Linked DNA regions of Mus musculus: region 2 is linked to region 1. Evidence: chromatin contacts called from public Hi-C data. All regions are on one chromosome and are shown on one strand. Each heading gives the region's core, a stretch centred on a gene start, on an enhancer-like site or on the middle of the called end of the contact. The rest is flanking DNA. Distances are from core to core; before and after follow the strand shown.

Region 1 (3,142 bases), core at 328-2,827:
AGCAAATAGCAAGCATAACCAATGGGTACTGGCCTGAGACATTAGAAAATAAACCAAATCCCATAGAAAAATCCCATCTAGAGGACAGAGATCTGAACACAATGTATATTTTCCCAAAGAGAGAAAGACAGAGTCAGATACAGGCAGGCAAGCAGGCAGGCAGATACAAAGGCAGGCAGACAGACAGACAGACAGACATATGCATGTGAGTAGGAATAGGGACCCACTGTATAGAAGAGATAATTAATCTACTAAGTGTCTGTACCGTTGCCAAATCTCTGTTAATGTTACAAATGGAGGGGCTGGAGACTCAGCTCGGTGGTTAAGAGCACTGGCTGCTCTTGCAGAAGAGCTAGGTTTGATACCCAGCACCCACATGGAAGTCCATAGCTGTCTGTAGCCCAATTCCAAGGGCCCCATCACCTTCTTCTGGCCTCCTCAAGCACCAGACAGCACCTGCTGCAGAAATACACATGCAGGTATAACACTCATACACATTAAGTTAATTACAATCTAAAAGTTATTAAAGCATTGCAAGCAACACTTCCAACAAAATCAAAGAATACGATGAATCACTAGTTAATTATTTCTTATTATCAAAACAGTAAATGGCTGTACAAATAAGGTCTTTACAGAGATAAAGGAAATTTCTCAGGAAAGGAGAGCAATTTCCTTCTTGAGTATTCTAGAAGATCTTAACCCCATAGGTCCCCATACAAGGGAATCAAAACAACAAGGGATCATCAGCATCAGAGACCAGAGGGAATGTTGTTTAACAATATAAATGCCACAGCTTGGCACCCCAACTTTCGGACAATTATGTTAAGTATTCCTTTTGGCACGGAGGTTAATTGCTCACAGGTTTCAAAACCAGCTGATGTCAATTCAGCTTTCCCTCACTTTCCATGGGAGGATCCCAGTCGGGAGTGACATACCACACAAATGGGAGGAGGGAAGGTAACAGACAGAAGCACCAGGAAATGTTAATATTGTAAATACTAAAATCCATGCCAGTGAAGTGAACAATGACCTGAATGGGCACACACGGGAAGTGTCGAGTCTCAGAAAACTGTACTCTGCAAATAACGGAGTGCAAGTGTTAGAACTCATTTTCTAAAACTTAGCTTTATCGTGGAAGTTCACTGAGGGAGAGGCATCCCTTTCCTTCTTATTCAGATACTATATGATTAGGTTAATAAATACATTTAAAGTCTAGATCATCTTTTAATTCAGCCGCACAAACAGGGACAGTTGGGATTTGATTGTGGAAAGAATGATTCGGTCATTTGAGAAAGCCCTTCCTTTATTTGCTCAGAACATGGTTTTGGCATCCTATTAACATTTCCAAATTGAATGAGCCTGTCTCTTTGTGTTAGGCAATAGTCTAAGAATAGGGAGAGACCAACGATCATTAGCAATTTATTGTCCTTGCTGAAAAATTAGAAACTGGCCTGGCCGGAACATTAAGTTACAAGGGCAACAGGGATGTCTGAAGGATCAGTGATGCAGATGAGTAACACAGGCCATTCTGGCTCCTGCCAGTGCAGTCAGCAGACGAGACCTTTCCTCGCACGCACTGAATGCTGCTGAAGTGAACAAGCATGCGCAGTTCCCACACAGCGTCCACAGGTTGGAGCCTTCCATGAGCCACACAAAGGAAGGCAAACACACATGCTCACATGTGCCTGCAATGCACGGCTCACACAGACACAATACTAAACAAGCTCCACTCCCTTCCCAGGAAAGGGGAAACTCCATGCCAGAACCCTGGAGACTCACATCATGGTAATTTTCCTCTAAGTCATATCTAACATCCAGTCTAGAACAATCTAGACCCAGAAGTGGGCCATGGGTCTTCTTTCAAAATGTGATGTCAGAATGTCAGTGAGCTGAAAACATAGGACGACAGCCCAGAGCCCCTGCACAGCCTCGTCATTCACTGCGCACAAACCCCCAGCAAATGTACCAGGAAATGTTAATATTGTAACTCATGTTAATGTTAATTAAATTAATTAAATGTCAATATTGTTAATGATGTAACTCAGTCTGTCTCAGAAGAGGAGGAAAGGCACCTACCTGGTTGAGAAAATTGTTTGTCACCAAATGATACAAACAATGAGGGTTCCATCTGCTCTGGTCAATGTAAGTGACTTCATTCTACCAAAGAGGATTTCTAGTAAAAGACTTGCCTATCAAAACTGTGAACTGCGCCTACCATCGCCAACTCCTCTTGACAGACTGTTCACTTCAATGCACACAACCAAAGTGGCAAGCAGCCACTTACTGAAAGTGCCACTGTATCAGTGCCACTGCAGTCAGGACAATGAATAGGATCAATCCACTCCAAGCTTAGTCCACTGGAAACCTGTCCTCACCCAGCAGCAGAAGGATGAGGAAGCTGGAAAGAGGAGTGGTAGGGATGAGGTGGGCAATGACCCTGTAACCTCCTGACATCAAACTGCATCCCTTGTGATCCTCATGGAAAACATTGAGTTTGAAGAATAAAATGTGCCTAGGACCCTCACCGTGTGAAATGCAATATGTTGTTGATATGTGTCATAGTCAAGCTAGGAGATGGGGTCAACTTCACAACTGTTTGACTATGGGGCAGTGGGCTGTGCACAGACAGCCTGGTCTCCACTCGAGCAAAGATCTAGAACTCCGGGGGATCCAGTGGGTGGCGATTTCCACCTACGTGGGACAGAAGATGTTCGATCATATCTCCTGGACCCCTGGCTCCTGTCAAAGTTACCACCCCCACATCCCCTGCAGAAGAGGTATGTGACTATCAGTCACGCAGACAATGTCCCAAGCTCCTGGCATTCTGGATAGACTCCACCCCCACAGTTATCTGACTATAGCCAGGTATGCTCCTACCCACAGTTACCTGATAGCCCAGCCCACTATAAAAGGGACTGCTTGGCCCCTCCTCGCTCTCTTTAAGCCCCCATCTTTCTTACTCTCCTCTCTAGCCCTCCTTCTCTCTCTTCCTCCCCCCCCCCCATCTCCACATGGCCATGGCCAGACTCTCTCTCTCTTTCTACTTTCTCTCTTTCTCTCTGCCTTTCTACAATAAAGCTCTAAAACCATAGAACGTCTCTGCCCATCAAGGCCCGCCGTGCTTTAACAATGGGATAGGCTT
Region 2 (2,910 bases), core at 109-2,608, 260 kb before region 1:
CTCTTTTGGGCGAATGTAGAGTCTGTGTTAGTCTGGGGTCCTCAAAGAGGCGGGCCAATGAGACAGATAAACAAGTAGGTAAAAGATAGTAAAGAGATGATTATATAGGTGTGTGTGTGTGTGTGTGTGTGTGTGTGTGTGTGTGTGTGTTATGAGAGTGCTGGATGGATGGATGAATGGACAGATGAGAGGGCATGTATTATGGAAATTGACTCACAAATTATGGATACCATCTTCAGGCTGGAACCCTGGGAGGCTGCTAGCCTGTTTTCAATCTATATCTTGGACCTCAGAACCAGAGATGCTGATGGAATAGCTCTTAGTTTAAGGCTAATGACCTGAGAACCTGGGAAGTCAGTAATGTAAGCTCCCAAACTCTGCCATCCAGGCATAGAGAGGAAGAATAAATCCCAGTGCAGGAGATGAGTAAGACTGACTGTTTCTGTTTCATTCTCCTCGGACCTGGACTGATGGGATGGTGACTGGTCCACCAGTTTCATGGACTCCTGCTCTGGTAAACCCTCAGAGTTGCTCATCAAAAGAATGCTGTTCCAAGTACTCCTTAATACAAGCAGGTTTTCACCTAACACTGCTCAGCACAGAGGCCCCTGGCAGGACACTAAAGGTATATCATTATTTATTTAATTTATCTCTCGTTGGCACCTACAGTGTTTCTAGGATTTTGCCCTAGATAAATTCCTGCAAGCATATTTTCTTGGGAAATGGGTGTGACTATTATTGATTTTGACAACTGTTACAAATTTGATCTTTCTAGTCAGTGTAACAATGTTTACTCTCCTCTTTTACTCTCCACCAGTAGGGACAGGCTTCCATGAATGAGTGGTCCCACCATGGCCTTCTGTTTAGAAATAGGGACAGGTCATTTGGTGAACTGAAGGGACCCTAGTGGGACTGTCAAATCTTTCTTTGTTACAGCTCTCACCTCTAAACAAGCCTTCCTGCACTGTGTGCAGCAAGAACCTAGCTAGGCCTTCAAGGTTGAGGACTTTAAGAAAGCCAGTTTGGCCCGGCCCTCTATAGCCCCAGTGGACCAGCTTGTGCACCCAGGACCTTGCCAGGACTGTGGAGCTACTGTAGGTTTGTGCTCATATCTCAAATGATGCTGTGGTTAGATGAGATTTCTAAACACTCTGCCTCCCTCCCTCCCTCCCTCCCTTCCTTCCTTCCTTCCTTCCTTCCTTCCTTCCTTCCTTCCTTCCTTCCTTCCTTCCTTCCTTCCTTCCTTCCTTCCTTTTTTCTTTTTGTAAGGGTTTGCCCAGGAAACATGCCCTTCTCTGGGTGTTCCACTAGAGGGTGCTTCAGCTATGCATATTTACATATGGGTAAGTAAACGAGGCCTATGTTGTTCGAGTGGGCTGCACACGCATGCCAAACAGCTGCCTTTTCTGTGAACCTTTGGTGCTGTAGAACTACAGCCGATTTTTCATTCCTCCCAGTGCTACCTTGCCTCCCAGGTGGCTTTTCCAATATCCTCCCTCTCTCATGACCCAAGGGCGTGGGGACTAAAGATCTACCAGGATGGAAACCAGTAGTAATGATGGGGAGGGGGCTTATGAATTGGATTTGTGCCTTGTTCCCTTTCCCTAGAAGATGCTTTGGGGGAGGACTTGGGCTTCTCCAAGGATTGCTCTGACACACAGGACAGCGATGGCTAAATCTTAGTGAAAAGGGGAGGGGTTCAACGTTCTGGAGTTCCTGTGTGCAGTCAGGTGGAACTGTAAGTGACTGGTGCTACTAGAAGTGACCAAGGCTCCCTGGGCTGTGGGAAGTGGGGTAAAGGAATGAGAGCTGTTAAGTCAACCACTCTGAAATCAGGAATCATGGGAGAGAGGCAAAAAGATTCAGATTTTTAAAGGAGATTTCTTTTTGAGCAAAAGAGTTGTAGAAATCAGTTAAAACAATTGCTTTTGTCCAGACGCTTCAAGTAGAATAAATAACAAAACTGGAGTCTGGACTTTGAAAATAAGAGCCTGCATGCTGTGAGATGATGACGGGAGCCATCTTAAAATATTTGGAACTAAGGGGAAAACATAACTGAATGGGATAACGAGCGACATCCTTACAACATCTTGCTGTGTGTTAGAACCATTGGGAAGACCTTACAAAGCCTTTGTTGTCTGGGGATAGGAATGCTGCATACATTTTTATTTTTACGTTTCTCAGGTGCTTCTATTGCACATCCAAGTCCACAAGCCATGGCCTAGATCGATAGTTCTCAAACCTAAACAAAGACCAGAATCTGCTGAAGGGCTCTTGGGCATAGAGTGGGGCCACACTCCAGACTTTATGCTTCAAAGGGTCTGGGCTGAGGGCCCAAGTGAGGGCTGGAAATGTGGTTAGTCTTAATTGAGATGCATGGTAAATGCTTTGAAATACGTAACAGACTCAGAAACGGTGTAAAACAATTTCGTAAAGTTATCTCAGTATTTTATATTGATTGTATGATAAAATTAGAGTATGTTGAATCTAGTGGGGGACATTTCATCTGATTATTTTCACCTTCTAAAATGTAAGTACAGAGGTGGCACATTTTACATGGGATTACACTGGATTTCTGTTGACCGTCCCTGGTTTGTGGACTGACTATGTGCTGGAGACGGGACCTATGGTATGCATGCTCTCCACTGCGAGTCTGCACTCCCAGCTCTTGTGCCGGTACAGAAAAGGTTTCACAAAAGACAGTACATAAGCCACCTGCATGAGAAATCCCAGGAGAGCCAGTGTGCACGTGAGCATGTGTGCACTGAGGGAGATAGGATGTGCATGCCTGTGCACACGCATGCAATGCATGGAAGCCAGAGAGTCATAGTGAGTGCTTCTCCTTCTTGATTGGTCTCTACCTTTTTTTCTTTTTCTCTTTCTCTCTATCCCTTTTCTTTTCTTTTTTTC

Evidence for each region. Hi-C and Micro-C count contacts between places; a contact is called where the count stands out from the background.
Region 2: a Hi-C map of the N1E-115 cell line shows a contact between it and region 1, with 3 times the contacts expected there. The contact joins two enhancer-like sites. A contact is called at or near these places in 5 of 484 Hi-C or Micro-C datasets (the N1E-115 cell line, cerebellum, cerebral cortex and 2 more) and 1 of 115 datasets of contacts at active chromatin or transcription factors (pancreatic cancer cells).

Annotation. Positions count from the first base shown.
Region 1 is chr6:49,653,171-49,656,312 of GRCm38.p6, reverse strand. All of the region lies in intron 2 of Gm31226 (a long non-coding RNA gene), which reads right to left. Among named protein-coding and RNA genes, the nearest start is that of Gm31226, 21 kb to the right of the region's middle. Within about 2 kb of position 1,577, at least 10 of the 459 cell types and tissues checked have an H3K27ac peak or open chromatin away from gene starts, as enhancers often do. A contact at or near this core is called in the N1E-115 cell line, where this site is marked.
Region 2 is chr6:49,918,104-49,921,013 of GRCm38.p6, reverse strand. No RefSeq gene overlaps it. Among named protein-coding and RNA genes, the nearest start is that of Npy, 97 kb to the right of the region's middle. Within about 2 kb of position 1,358, at least 6 of the 459 cell types and tissues checked have an H3K27ac peak or open chromatin away from gene starts, as enhancers often do. A contact at or near this core is called in the N1E-115 cell line, where this site is marked.